Regions from separate parts of the Mus musculus genome. Here region 2 is linked to region 1. Evidence: chromatin contacts called from public Micro-C data. All regions are on one chromosome and are shown on one strand. The core of a region is the stretch at or near the end of the contact, and the rest is flanking DNA. Distances in the headings are between cores, read along the strand shown.

The links. A called contact is a pair of places that touch in the nucleus more often than the background predicts.
Region 2: a contact with region 1 is called in a Micro-C map of embryonic stem cells, with 5 times the contacts expected there. The contact joins the promoter of Hdac2 here to the promoter of Hs3st5 in region 1. A contact is called at or near these places in 1 of 39 promoter capture datasets (embryonic stem cells), 2 of 484 Hi-C or Micro-C datasets (both in embryonic stem cells) and 1 of 115 datasets of contacts at active chromatin or transcription factors (embryonic midbrain).

The regions. Positions count from the first base shown.
Region 1 is chr10:36,501,733-36,508,445 of GRCm38.p6, reverse strand. It overlaps Hs3st5 (heparan sulfate (glucosamine) 3-O-sulfotransferase 5), which reads right to left and starts at 1,639. Exons shown (of 5, transcript NM_001253356.1): 1 at 831-1,639.
Region 2 is chr10:36,973,183-36,979,814 of GRCm38.p6, reverse strand. It overlaps Hdac2 (histone deacetylase 2), which reads right to left and starts at 5,271. Exons shown (of 14, transcript NM_008229.2): 1 at 5,012-5,271. The coding sequence starts at 5,063.

The DNA of each region.
Region 1 (6,713 bases), core at 390-2,889:
GTGCTCCTGGAACCATAAACACTAAAGTCATCAACATCAGGCAGTGGGGCGGGGATGGCGGGGGAGAATCCTTCTTTACTAGGCAGTGTGCTAAGTCCAGGAGGCAGTATGCTGTAGTGGGTCACAGCGGCTTGCAGACTTCTTAGAAATAATAATTTGATCACTCCCACGATTGCACTCATCCCGCGCGCGAGTTTGTGTGTGTGTTGTTGTTTTGGGTTTGAGTGGAAAGGGTTAAGCAGATTGAAGCTTGAGGAAATGGGAATCTTAGGAGCGGAGCGGTCGGGTCTTCTTCAAAGAGTAGGCACCCACTTCCGCGGTAGTGGAACTACCTCTGCTCACCCTGTCTGCTTTTTGCGTGGACTTCAGGGCAGCCCACTCCCCTTAAAGCCACCGTATAACTTCAAATAACAGTACACAACTAGCGGAGAAGTGGCCAAGCAGAATCCCAAACTGTGAGCGATCATCATCAGTGACTGTGCGTTCTGCATCTGATTCTAGGGGAGCGCTGGATGTAGGTCTCAGAGCAAGACAGACAGGCAGACAGAAGGGCGGGGGGGACAGTCTTGGAGGCAGACTGCTAAATTCGCTCAAGCAATTGCTCCTTCTGTTTCTCTTGTCCTATTAGTTTAACCCCTACCCCAGCAAGAGGCTCAAAGTCTTCCCCAGGAGGCGCCTAGAAAAGCCGCGCCCTACAAAGTGAGTGGGGCAAAAGGATGCCTCCTCTAGGTGACTTCGCTTATCACTTTCTCCTAAATTCAGAAAGTCCGAGCTTCGAGCCCCCTACCCTCTCTCCCGCACCAGGCGAGCAGCGCGCAGTGCTCACTCACCTTCGTCCCTAGTGGTGACAGCCTCGGCTTGGAAAGTGGTGGCCCAGGCCAGTCGCCCCGGGTCACCAAGTGGTTCCCGCGATCGCAGTGGCAGTTGTCCAGTAGTTTGGGATGCTCAGCTAGGAGCAAGCCGGCGAGCAGAGCAAACAAGCAGCACAGTACCCGGGCTTCCACTCGGGCGGCGACAGAGGCGGCTATGGTGTCCTGGGCGGGGAGCTGCAAGCCAAAGGAGGGGAAGAGAAGTAGTGGAGTTTAGGGCACGTTTCCCGCACTTCCCTAGGAGACTGGAGCCAGGTGCGGCAGGGCGCGCTCCCGCGGCGCGAGCACGCCAGGGGCAGCTGCGGGAGCCTTAGTTCGCGCAGTGAAGGGGACCGCAGGAGCTCTGCGGGAGGAGGTTCGCATTCTCCTCGCCCGGCGCGGGCACCGACGCTGACCCGGACTCCGCAGGCGAGGGGCAAAGCCTCGGGCGTCCGCAGTGACAATCTCAGAAAGCTCGGTCCTTGGAGATGCCTCCAAAAGAGCAACAGTCAGTGAGGCTGAGATCTTCCTTCCCTGCGTACTCCGGTGGCCTGTGCCAAGCTGTGCGGACCGCGGACTCCCCGCCTCTCGCGCTGTCACAGCCGCCGCCCGGTCCCTGGCGCGCTGGAGCCGGCTGCAGCCTCCCGGAGACGTGCCCAGCGGGATGTGCGCGCGCGCGTATGTCTAAGAAGATATCTTCCCCTCCATCACTTCGGCTCGCGGGAGGGACCAGGTCCCTGGCGGCCAGCTGCAGAGTGGCTGCCAGTCCACACCCTCCCAGCTCTCATCCCACCCACCCCGCCCCTTCTCCTCCTCGCGCTCCCCTCCTTCTTCTGCTCCTCCCCTCGTAGCCGCTCCTGTGCTCCTAAAGGCAGCAGAGGGACCTAGAGGAAAAGGGGGAGGAGGAAAAGGGTGGGGAATGGAGCGCAGGTGTCTTTGGAACGGAGGTGGGAGCAGGCACCATAGCTCCAATAGGCAGGGGCAGGGCCTGGCCTTAGGGGTTGAAGAGGGAAGAGGATATACTGGGAGGCGGAGGACATGAGGCTGGGCCACAACACGTCCCACCCGGGAGCGGAGAGCTTTGGCTAGCACGCTGTAGCTGTAAGGTGGGTGGTCAGGGCTCCTGAGCAATCTAAGATCACAGCTTTGAGAACCTTGAATGGGTTACTGGGCTGGCAGATAATTAATTTGATACTTAGAGATTGAAGAGACCGGGTTCCTGAGGAGGTGTGACAGATCTCTGCTGTGATAGTTGGGAGTCAGACCCAGAGCTTGAGAGGGGTCACACAGGTTTCCAGAGAGACTACATTGACTTCAGCATGCCAGGTGAGAGTGCCAGAGGATAGGAGGGGCTGGTGGCGTCAGCCACGGTGCTTTGGGCTGCTGTGTGCCTTCAGAGTCACAGGGGGCGATCACTGCCTAGTAGGAAAGAGGAGCTCTGGTCTCAGCCTTCATGTGGGTCTGGAGTTCCAAAACCCAGAGGCACACTCACCTTTCGAATTTAGTTCCTCTGTCCTAGCCTCTGCCTCCAGCAAAATGGCAGGCCAGGGAACTGAGTCGATTTGCTGGATTCAGCTTCTTTGCTGGTGGAAGAGGGCCCACCTGGAAGCTTATTTACGGTGCTTCCCTCCTAATTTCTATTCTCAAAAAGCATCCCTGACTAACCACAATTACAAGGAAATTGTTACTACCCCCTCTCATGGGGGTAGCCTGAACAAATAATCAAACATGGTTTATCCTTCCATTCCTTCTTTCTCTGGTTGTTTCTGTAGAGGTAGTCTGCTTCTTGAATACTTTTCATTGCACAAATGTACAAGTCCTTTAGGAAGACATCACAATATTATTGCTCAGTGCACTAGAGTAGAAAGAATCGGCATATCAATCCTTTCTGTTACTGCAACCACACTGTGTTAATTCTGTCTATCTAGAAATGAAAGGTAGGCAGCAATCCATAAGACAGCGTGTTTCTGGGTTCTCATTTTGAAGCAGCCCCACTTTCTTTCAGGGACCCATCTTTATCATTATCCTCAAAGGTCATGAGCTCAGATCTCAAAGTCCATTTTTAAGTTATCAGCCTGGGGGGGGGGGGGGGGACGACACGACTGTTGAGTTCCAGAAGAGATAAGTTAAATTTCCATAAACTTATTTACCATCTACTCAAAAAAATCATAAGCTCAGCAGCAGCATCCACATGTATATTGTGTAATGTAAGGAGCAGTAGGAGAGATGGCTGTTTGCCAGCTCTGTGATCCATTAACCTCTTTAGCTCATCATTGGCAACAATAGCACCCAATCACATTCTTATGTTTGAAAGACAAGGGATTTCTTTTCCATCTCAAAATCACAATGCCACATTATAGTCTAAAAGAAATCTCAAACAATAAAAGTAATACGAAAGGAAGAGAAACAGTTTGCTTTTTTTTTTTTCTGAGCAAATGTTGCTATATTGTTTTTCTTGAGTAGGAAAAGTGCTGAAAAGCAATAAAGTTCAGAAAGGCATGATAATAGATTTTGAAGAATGCATTATTCTGCCTATCAATCCTTTTAATTAGCAAACTACCCATTTAAATGTTTATTTCTATAATCTATTTATTGATACACACATTCTTTGGAAGAGGAAGATTAGCGGAAAGAGGATGGGTAAAATGTATCTATTTCATTCCTCTCTCAGGGTGATGTCTAGCAGGAGGGAGCCTGCAAGAAGGCTATGCATTCTCAAAACCTCTAACTTTTCCTCAGAGAATCCTTAGCCTGAGTAGCTGATGAACTTGGAAAGTGTCACAGATTTAGCCTTACTGTCAAAGGGTTAGCCTTCAGGCTAAATAAAGCCTGGTAGATTCGACAATCTGAAGCATGGTTCCAGCCAGCACCATTCGCTCACTTAGTGGCGGAAGACAAGGTTAAGGGACACAAAACGCAGAGCTCCCAAAAGCTAATCTCCACCCAAAGCGGCATTTCCAGAAAATATTTTTAAAATTTAATTTTGAAAACAGTCACAGATTTGATGCTTTTGGAAAAAGCTTAATCACAAAAGCCAAATGAAGCACATCAATGAAAACACGTGGTTAATTAGAATGTTCATTTGCTAATGATTTTTTTCTCCTGAACAATCATGCTCTCTTGACTCAAAAATACAACCATTAAGCAATATTCAGTTCACAACTTCTAATAGAGAGTGCCCTCCCCATGTTTTGTAAATGTTTGTCGTTTTAAGAAATTGGGGAGGGGTAACTGTTTTACCTCCAAAAATTGATTTGTATTTATTTCAATGAGCTGTAACCAGCACCTGGAATCAGTTGACTAAGCAGGCACCCACTAGAAGACTAAGTTACATGGAGGGAGACCTATAGCAACCTTAGGAGAAGTGCTGGTCCCAGGTCTTCTCTTAGAAGACACACTCTATATCTGCTTCTTTATGCTGAATCTAGTGGAATGTTTTTTATATGAAAGAAGAGAATTTTTTGTACTATGTTTTGCTGTGTGTGGTTGTTTGAAAGAGATAATGGTCTACATCGCTCATATATTTGAATGCTTTCTCCTCAGTTAGTGGAACCTAGGAGTTTGGGAAGCATTAGGATGAGTGGCCTACTTGGAGTGACCTTGTTGGAGGAGGTGTGTCACTTGGGTGGGGTCAAAAATCCACAACATTTCCAGTTAGCTTTCTCTCTGCCTCTGTAGAGGCATTTTTATCTGTTACGATGACTGCTCTGGCAAGGGACTACATCCAAAGATACGATCTGGCCAGAATGTAGACACGCCCTGTATTACAGTATGATCTGGCTGGAATACAGATATACCCTTAGTATATCCCTAGCAATGAAGGTATGTAGTTTGTAGAAGGAAGCAGCCTTGTTTGAAGTGATGTCTAATTGAGGGGCAGACAAGGTGACAAAACAGAGAAAGATATGACAGAATGAGTCAGAGAGGGATACACTGAACGTATAGCAGAAAAGCACAGGAAAGACAGACTACTTAATATCAGACAGGAGGGCAAAGACAGAGAAAGAGAGGGGGGGGAGGGGGAGGGGGAGGGGGAGGGGGAGAGGGAGAGAGCTGTCTCCTGAGAGGCTCTGTCAGTGCCTGACAAATATAGAAGTGGGTGCTCACAGTCATCCATTGGACTAAGCACAGGGTCCCCAATGGAGGAGCTTGAGAAAGGACTCAAGGAGTTGAAGGCGTTTGCAGGCCCATAGGAGAAACAACAATATGAACCAACCAGTACCCCCAGAGCTACCAGGAACTAAACCACCAACCAAAGAGTAAACATGGAGGTACCCATGGCTCCAACTGCATATGTAGCAGAGGACATAAGGAGAGGAGAGGCCTTTGATCTTGTGAAGGCTTGATGCCCCAGTGTAGGGGAATGCCAGGGAAGTGGGAGAGGGTAAGTTAGTGAACAGGGGGAGGGGGGATGGGATAGGGGGTTTTCAGAGGGGAAATGAGGAAAGGGGATAAAATTTGAAATGTGAATAAAGAAAATATCTGATGAAAAAATAAAAATTTACAAAAAGAAAAAAATTAAGAAAACTTTCATATTTTCACAGTATTATAGCAAAATAGCTTCTAAAGACATGCACATGTTAACTCTTAGAGCCTTTAAGTACATTGCTTATGTTGTAAACTATTTTTTTTCAGATGAAGTTAAGGTTACAGTCTGTAGTGGGATGACATGAATTCCTTCTTTAAATAGCAAAATAGTATTTTTGTGTAATACAACTCAGATAGTTATAATAAAATATTAACCTGTGAACAGCCCCTGGCTCCTAAAACAAACCCTCTTTCCATGATGTAAATACTTCAAAATCATTCTAGTTTAGGGACATCCATACATTCCAAGAATGTGCTTAAAATATGATATACAGACAGAGGCATGGGAACATTTGGTGACTGTTAAACATATAATTAATCTGCCATATTTTCTATATTTCAAAATTACACTCCAACTGGGGCACGGATTGATGGTTTAATGTTAACATGCCTTTGAACACCATTCTGTATCTCATTTTCTATATAAATAACTCTTCATGTTAACTTTATGCTACTGTTATCTGCCTCCTGGAAAAGCTTCTATTCAGAGGCATATCATGATATAAAGAGAAGCAAAGAAAATGCAAACAGGACACACACACACACGTGTATGCATGTCTGTGTGTACATATGCATGCACATATAGTATGGGTCCATGAGTGTATATGAGTTTTTATATAACATGTACATGAATCTAAAACAAAACCATACTTATGTCATACAGATTTATCATTTATACCCTACCTAATTCTCATGTGTTATATAGTTTTATGATTTGTCTACATGATTATTTCTATCGCTGTTATTATGAGCTAAGTTCTGTGTTCTGTTATTTTTAAATAACATGACAGTAAAATAAATCCAGATATACAATGAATTTTACAAGTTATTTTGCAAAGCAACAGTTCTCCATAGGTTCTTTTTTCCCCTAGAGCTACAGTTTTGTTTAACGATGAAAGGTCTTCATAGAGGTTGATGCATGTACATAACATGTATTTATTATTTTCCATGCTTGTGATTGAGCCTAGAGTTTGTACATACTAAGAAACTTCTCGATCACTAGGCTCTACACCAGCCTTTAAAAAAGGAAATTTGAAGAGTTTGTACAGATTGTCCTCAAAGTCACTGTGTAGCCAAGACTATCCCATAACTCATTGTGATCCTTCTTCCTCTTCTTCTTTAATGCTGGGATTTGAAGTATGAAATAACATGCTGGACAACGAAAACATTTAAAGGTATTTGATAACTCTTACAGCTGTTCTCTGACTGTGTGGTATTGAACCCAGAGCCTCACACATGTTGAAAATGTGCCTTACCACTGAGCTGAATCCCTGAGAT
Region 2 (6,632 bases), core at 4,022-6,521, 470 kb before region 1:
GGGAAAAAATCAAGAATAAAAAGACTACTGTGCAATTTCTGTCTGCCACACAACATTAGTTCTGTGAAGGTTTTAACACTGTTAGACCCTCCCTCCTCCTTGAAACACTGTGGAGTCTGGATCTCCACAATTCTGTCCTCCATTGTGTTCCTTCTCTAAGCTCACTTCCTCCAAACCTTTTAAATCTCAGCTTTTCTTCACTTTCCTCATAAGTCAAGAGCTTGTCACTGGCCAAGCAGTACACCAAGAGTGACTTCATCCTATGACTTCTCAGGAACAATTTCCGGAGTCTGTGTCTCTCCATACCATTACCTTCAACAAACACGTCAGTATTTATCACTTACCAGCTAAGAAATACTACTTCTCCCTGGGTTCCAGGTAATTTTTGGAAGTATTTTCATTTGATCTAAATCAAGATCTCAAATACATAATAGCCAATATAGAGCCCTTGATTCCATATAATCTCAATGGACAGTATGTTGTCCATCTCATGACCAGTCCAGAAATCACAACTCCCAGCCCTAATCCCTCGTCCAAGCCACCAACAAGTAGTTTTGATGTATTTTTTTCTTGGTTTATAAACCACTCTCAAATGTACCCGATTCTATCTAAAGACAACCATTTCCTTTCACTTTAACACTTTCCTCTAGCCTACATTCTACTTCTCACCAATTCTCTTATTGACTAGCCTCCACTTTAAAAGCTCCAAGACACTCCCTCTAAGAGTCAAACTCTCTTTCAACCAAGCTTGCTGTGCCTGGCCCCTTGGGGCTCAGCCCAGCATCCCTATCTCTGGGTTGCCCTTCTTTTGGGTACAACACATTCCAAGGACTTGGCCTTTGTTGTTTCACAGGGAGGACTGTTTTAAGACTGGCGCATATGCTTCCTAGAGATGCTTGTTTTATTACTCCATTCCTCTTTTACTCTGTTACAAACACCCATTTCCTTCTTAAGTAATCTTTGTCTATATGGGACAAAGCAGGGACTTAAAACAATCTTATGTTTCTGAACCCCAAACTGACTTCATGTACAAGCATAAACCATGAAACCAGAGTGAGACCGACTAACCAACATGGTGAGAGTAGAACTTCAATGTAATGGTGTTAGGGTGATGTTTCGGTACACTGTGTGAAGATGTGTCTCTATCCTTCCCCAACTGCCTAAGGCACCTCCTGACAGATTAAAATAAAAAGCCTATGGCTTACAGCAAAAGGCAGGATAGTAAGGTGGGACATCTGGAAGAGAGAGGAACTCAGAATTAGGCGTGGGGTATTCCCTATTCGGACTCGGAGGAAGTTGGTTGTAGGAAACTGAGAAGTATAAATGAGATAATTGAGTGATGAGCTAGTTGGGAGTAGGCCTAGCTTAAGGCCTAGGCATTTATTACTAAACAGAAATAAATCTCGGTGTCATTATCCATAGCAATGGCGGCCTTAAAAAAGCCCAAACCGTTACTTAATGACTTCACATTTCATTTTGCTAATGTAAGAAATTTTCCTTTTGTTCACCAACTCCATGTGTTTTAAGAATTTACTAACATTTAATTTTGCTAAGAAAAAAACCAATTATTAATACATTTTTTTAGGGACAGAAGAACAAAACTCTGCAAAAGAAAAATAAAATCTTTGTATTCTAGGTACGAATCTTTCTTAGACATTAAAACAGAAACCTATGTGGGGAAAGAAAACCCATGTGGAGAATATGAAGTGTCCACCTGTTTTCATCTATAAGTGGCAGAAGCCTAACCATCCTCCTGCCTACTGTTATAGTGGGAACGGACAGGCTGGAGAGTAGCTTAAGAGCATTTATTGCTCTTCCAGAAGACCCAAATTTGGTTTCCAGCATCTACGTGGTAGCTCACAACCACTCCTAAACATCAAGGGCACCAGGCATACACAAGAAGCACACACATTTTAAATAAAAGTAAAATAAATCTGACAACCGATGGCCACTCTGTAGTACTCTTGTATCTGTTAAGAAACTTAGGAGTACACTGGGAAATATAATTATAGTAATTGTTATATTCTATATTTTTGTTGCCACGTGCTTTCCTCTGGACTATGTCTCCAAACATTTTGATTCTGATTATCTCTATCAGAGAAAATAAACAAAGCATAAAGCAATTGGTGTCTAATTACATAAATTATGCATACATTCAATTCTGTTATACACTATACATTAGAAGGCACTACATGATTGGTCCCAAGCTTCACTCTAAACCAGGCAAAGTTTATATTTCTAGATAAAGTATTAAAAGCCTGAGCCTTGCAATTAGAACTAAATGTAGCCCCATCTGCTCAATTACACTTTGAGAAAAACGGGAAAGAGGTCAGAAAGGATCTCAGTGTAGACACATAATTAGCTTTATATCATTTACCGATCTTTGTCTTTTAGTTTAGTAAGAGATTAGCCAACATTCTGAAATGTGTTTCTGGGAGTTATGATGACCAGTCAGTAGTCACAGTCCACTAAGAACAACTCTGATTTCTCTTGTGAGGTTTAGGGATAGTTCATACGCTCCTATCTGAAAGTTCACAGATCAGTGGCACAGAGACCCTACAAGTACAATTCTGAAGACTGCAGCACACACGGAGAAAACCATATTCAATCTTCAGAAGTATTCTTCACTAAGCACACAGTCTTAGCAGGAAAACACTCACATGAGTTGTCAAGAGGCTCTCTGGGTGCCTAGTGCCCCGTTAACCTCCTCCTTTCCTGATCTCCTCCCCTACCAACCAAGTTAAAAGCACTAACATAAGACTAGTATACTATTCGAGCCCCAATCCTACTGGCCGGGTTCTCCACCAACCCAACCCTGCATGCGTCTGAAAGTCATGCACTTTCTTGGTACAAAAGTCACTTTACTTGCTCCTCTTGTTTAGAATTTAATAAAGACAATTAAAGATTGCTGCTACCTTTATAAACTAACAAGAAGAGGGTTTCTGTAATCAAGTCAGACGTGAAGGGAATTCTCTGCAGAGAATTCTCTGTAGTCTAGCATGCTATGACATGTTAATTAGCTTAACTATGACACCAATTTATATATCTTCAATTTTTGTTAGCGTCCCCCAAATGCAAATAGTCAGAATAAAAATAAGTTAAGTACATTCTAAAAACAAGTCAAGTAAGAACCACAGATAGATAACTCAGCAGATTTCCACCATCAATTATACAGTTGGTCACTCACAACTAGGTAAAGCAGCTGCATGGGCATAAGTCGAAAATCACATGACTGAAAAATGCCTCCCTCCACACCTTATCTCCATGACCAATGTCTATCCCACTCCTCAGCAAAGGCTCATCCCTACGCATGAAGCCAGGAAGGAGCTGTTCAAGACAGAGAGTCCTCTCTGGTTCTCCATCAGGCCTGGTGAAAGTTAATGGGACTTAGAGTTCATCACTGATGACAGAAGCTGACAGCTGAAGAGACTGAGCTGTTCCCCAACAGCTCAACCTTTCCCCTGACTCTAACAAGAGCAGGACTTTACTTTAGAAAGGCTGTAATTTCCAATGGATCAGAGAATGCAGGTCAGGGCTTTGCTATGACCCCAACGTCATAATGTAACTCATGTTTAAACCGACATGCTCTCCCATCTCTGCTCTCCATGATGGTGTAACTTCAAATAAACATGCAATACAGTTTGAGTCCTCTCAAACTTCCAATTAAGCCAGGCCATGGTGGCACATATCTTTAATCCCAGGATCTGGGAGGCAGAGGCAGGTGGATCTCTATGAGTTAGAGCCTCATTTACACAGTGAGTTTCAGGACAGCCAGGTCAACTTAGAGCCTGTCTCAAAAAACAAAACAGCCTTTTCCATTTTGGCCTAGCTTTCTGTAAGGTTTTTGGTTTTCCAGCCAATGACAGGTGGCTATTTTATTTAAAGCTTGTATTAAAAGATTCTGTCAAACCAAGAAAATGCACGACTATTTTAACAAGTTTAAGTGTTTCATTCAGCCTAGTTCTCTAATCTACCTCTCCAAACACTGTGACTTCAATACAACTACAGAAAACGCTCCCAATTTCATATTGCTTTGTGGAGATCAAGCGTTCAATCAATGAGCTTCGAAAGTTCTGTCAAATTTCCTTATTACTTCTCTCAATGGTTTATCTATTGATGTCTTGGGTGAAATCTGTATAGGCAGGGCACCATTCCATTTGGTGTAACTGAACCCAGAGACTATTACTACTTATACTCCAAATTAGAAAATCCTTACAGTCACCTTGTACCGTTCACTGCATTGTGAATATTTAGTCCACTTCTCAAAGTTTCCTGCAGCAAGGTCTTCACCACAGTAGAAGAGTTCCTAAGCAAGATGCCGGTGTTCTTTCCTAACCCCCCAGAGCAGGGTATTATAGCAGATCGAACAAAGAGCAACAAAGAAGGGGGAGGTAATAACCTCCCATAGAGACATGCCAGGACCCATCAAACAAGAACAACTGCACGCTTCCTCTCTCCTACCACTTCCCAACGACCTACCTACTTCCAACTCAAAACCCCTTAATTGTCACCGAGGAAGTGCAGCCCTTCCATTTGAACCCTGAGAAAGTGGAGCTCGAAGAACGCGAACAAAGGCGAGGGATGTAGTCCACGCAAAACACCAGCGAGACAGCGCCGCTCTGCGAACTTGGCCACCGGCCAGCAGTAACTCCTCCGCAGCCCCACCCGGGTGCCGGGGTCCCGGGTGAGGCTGGAAGCGCAGCGCGGACAGATCGGGGGCGAGAAGGGGGGACCGGGAGAGCGGGGGAGGGGACAGGGACGTGGGGCGGAGCTCCAGGACGCCAGCTTTGTGCAGTCAGGCCCAGGGTGCCAACTGGGGTTCCTCGGGAGACCGGTCAGAGGCAGTGCACCCTAAACCTGCGTGTGCCCGAGAGGACCCGAGAGGAGCGAAGGCGGGCGTCCCCGAGACGCCACCGCTGGGTAGGCCGTGTTGGTGTCCCCGCGGGCTGCCACCCCCGACACCCCGCCGCGCCCTCCCCGCATCCCGGCTGCAGGCTCCTCGGCCACTCACCATCATAGTAGTAGCACACTTTCTTCTTGCCGCCTCCTTGACTGTACGCCATGGGCTCAGGCCGCCGCCTCCCGGCTGCGGCTCCTCCTCCGGCTGCTCCCGCCCGCCGCGGCCCGGCGGCCAGACAAGAGGGCTGACGGGGACGGCCGGTGCTGCAGCCCTCGGAGCAAGGGCAGCCCGGAGCGGGACGGCGGCGGGTGCCGGGAGGGCCGTAGGGCACAGAGCGGGATAGGCAGCGGCGCCGACGCGCGACACTCGGCAGGGGTAGGCCTCCGGGCGGCGGGGCTGCGAGGCGGGAGCGACCACTGCGGCTGCGCGGAGGGGGGCACCACAACTACGGTCGGGAGGGAGCGACCGGGACGGAGTGGACGCCACCGGCCAGGGCGACAGTAGTGTTTCTACGGGTAGTCACACACAGTCCGGAGGTGCGCACAAGCGGACTTTAGCCCCTTGCTCAGAGACCCGGACGCGCAGCAGTGAGGTTCACCCCTCGGTCTTACGCGCACTGGTTGCGCCTGGGCCGAGCCTGCGCACTCCGCGCCTGCTCAAACGAATCCCGGGCAGTCTAGACCCCTCCTCCAGGGCTCATGCCGCTCCCCTCCCCCACCGCCGCGACGCTCCGGCCCGAGCCCGCCACGTGCCGCGGGGACCCCGAGGGGCCTCGGCTTGAGAGCTCCCTAGGGCTGCCTCCCCCCACACACACACCCGCTACCTGGTGGTCCGATATTCCCACGTGTTTCAATTCTCTTGTTCTCCCTCATTGGCTCCTGATAACTACTCTTGAGTTACAGAGAGGTTAATGGCAGACTCCTTGTATCTCCTGGGTTTAATAAGCATTTCCAGGACTCGGTATAAGCACTGTTCCCAGCATCCATACCTGCTCGTAATAAACACCATTTAAAGCTGTCAAAAGTGCTGGGATGTACGTGCCATGTCCATCTCCTTATAGGTGTGGGCAAAAGAAGGAGTATAGTGCTCTCAATTGCTAAATAATAGTCATCTGAGGACCGAAGGGGTGTCGAACTTTTCAAGACTCCACGTGCTTTGTCTACTTTATCAGACTGGATGTGCTTCTAGCCAGACAATTCAAAAGAATTGGTTTAAATATTGGAGTCCCTGTGTTTAATAGCCTGGCGTTTATTGTGCACCTGTCTAAACCAACCTGCTTAAAGGATGCATAAAGGATGGAAGCTGACTGTCTAATGAAATACTCACACACCTGAACTGTTATTATTTAAAATTCCAGCTACATGCACACACTACTTCCTCCCTTAAGAGGAGGTGTTGAAGTAAGAACCATACTGAGTCACTAACAAAAATCATTATTTTTCTACTTTCGGATCCCCAGGACTCTTAATACATAAAGCACCAATCTTCCAGGCTTAACCCCAAGAGACTTAGAATTACTCCAAGGTACCCCTCACCACAACCACTTCTCTCCCAAGCCTACAGTTTTAACAAGACCCTGGGAGATTAACGTGGTTGGGTCAGGGACCACAGTGGAGAGAGCTAGCTTTGATGTTAATGTTGATTACAGAGTATTGTTTGCTTCATTTTCTCTATCAGTTCCCAAGTCAACCATGCAAGGTTTTGAAAACAGAATGAGATGCTTAAGCAAACA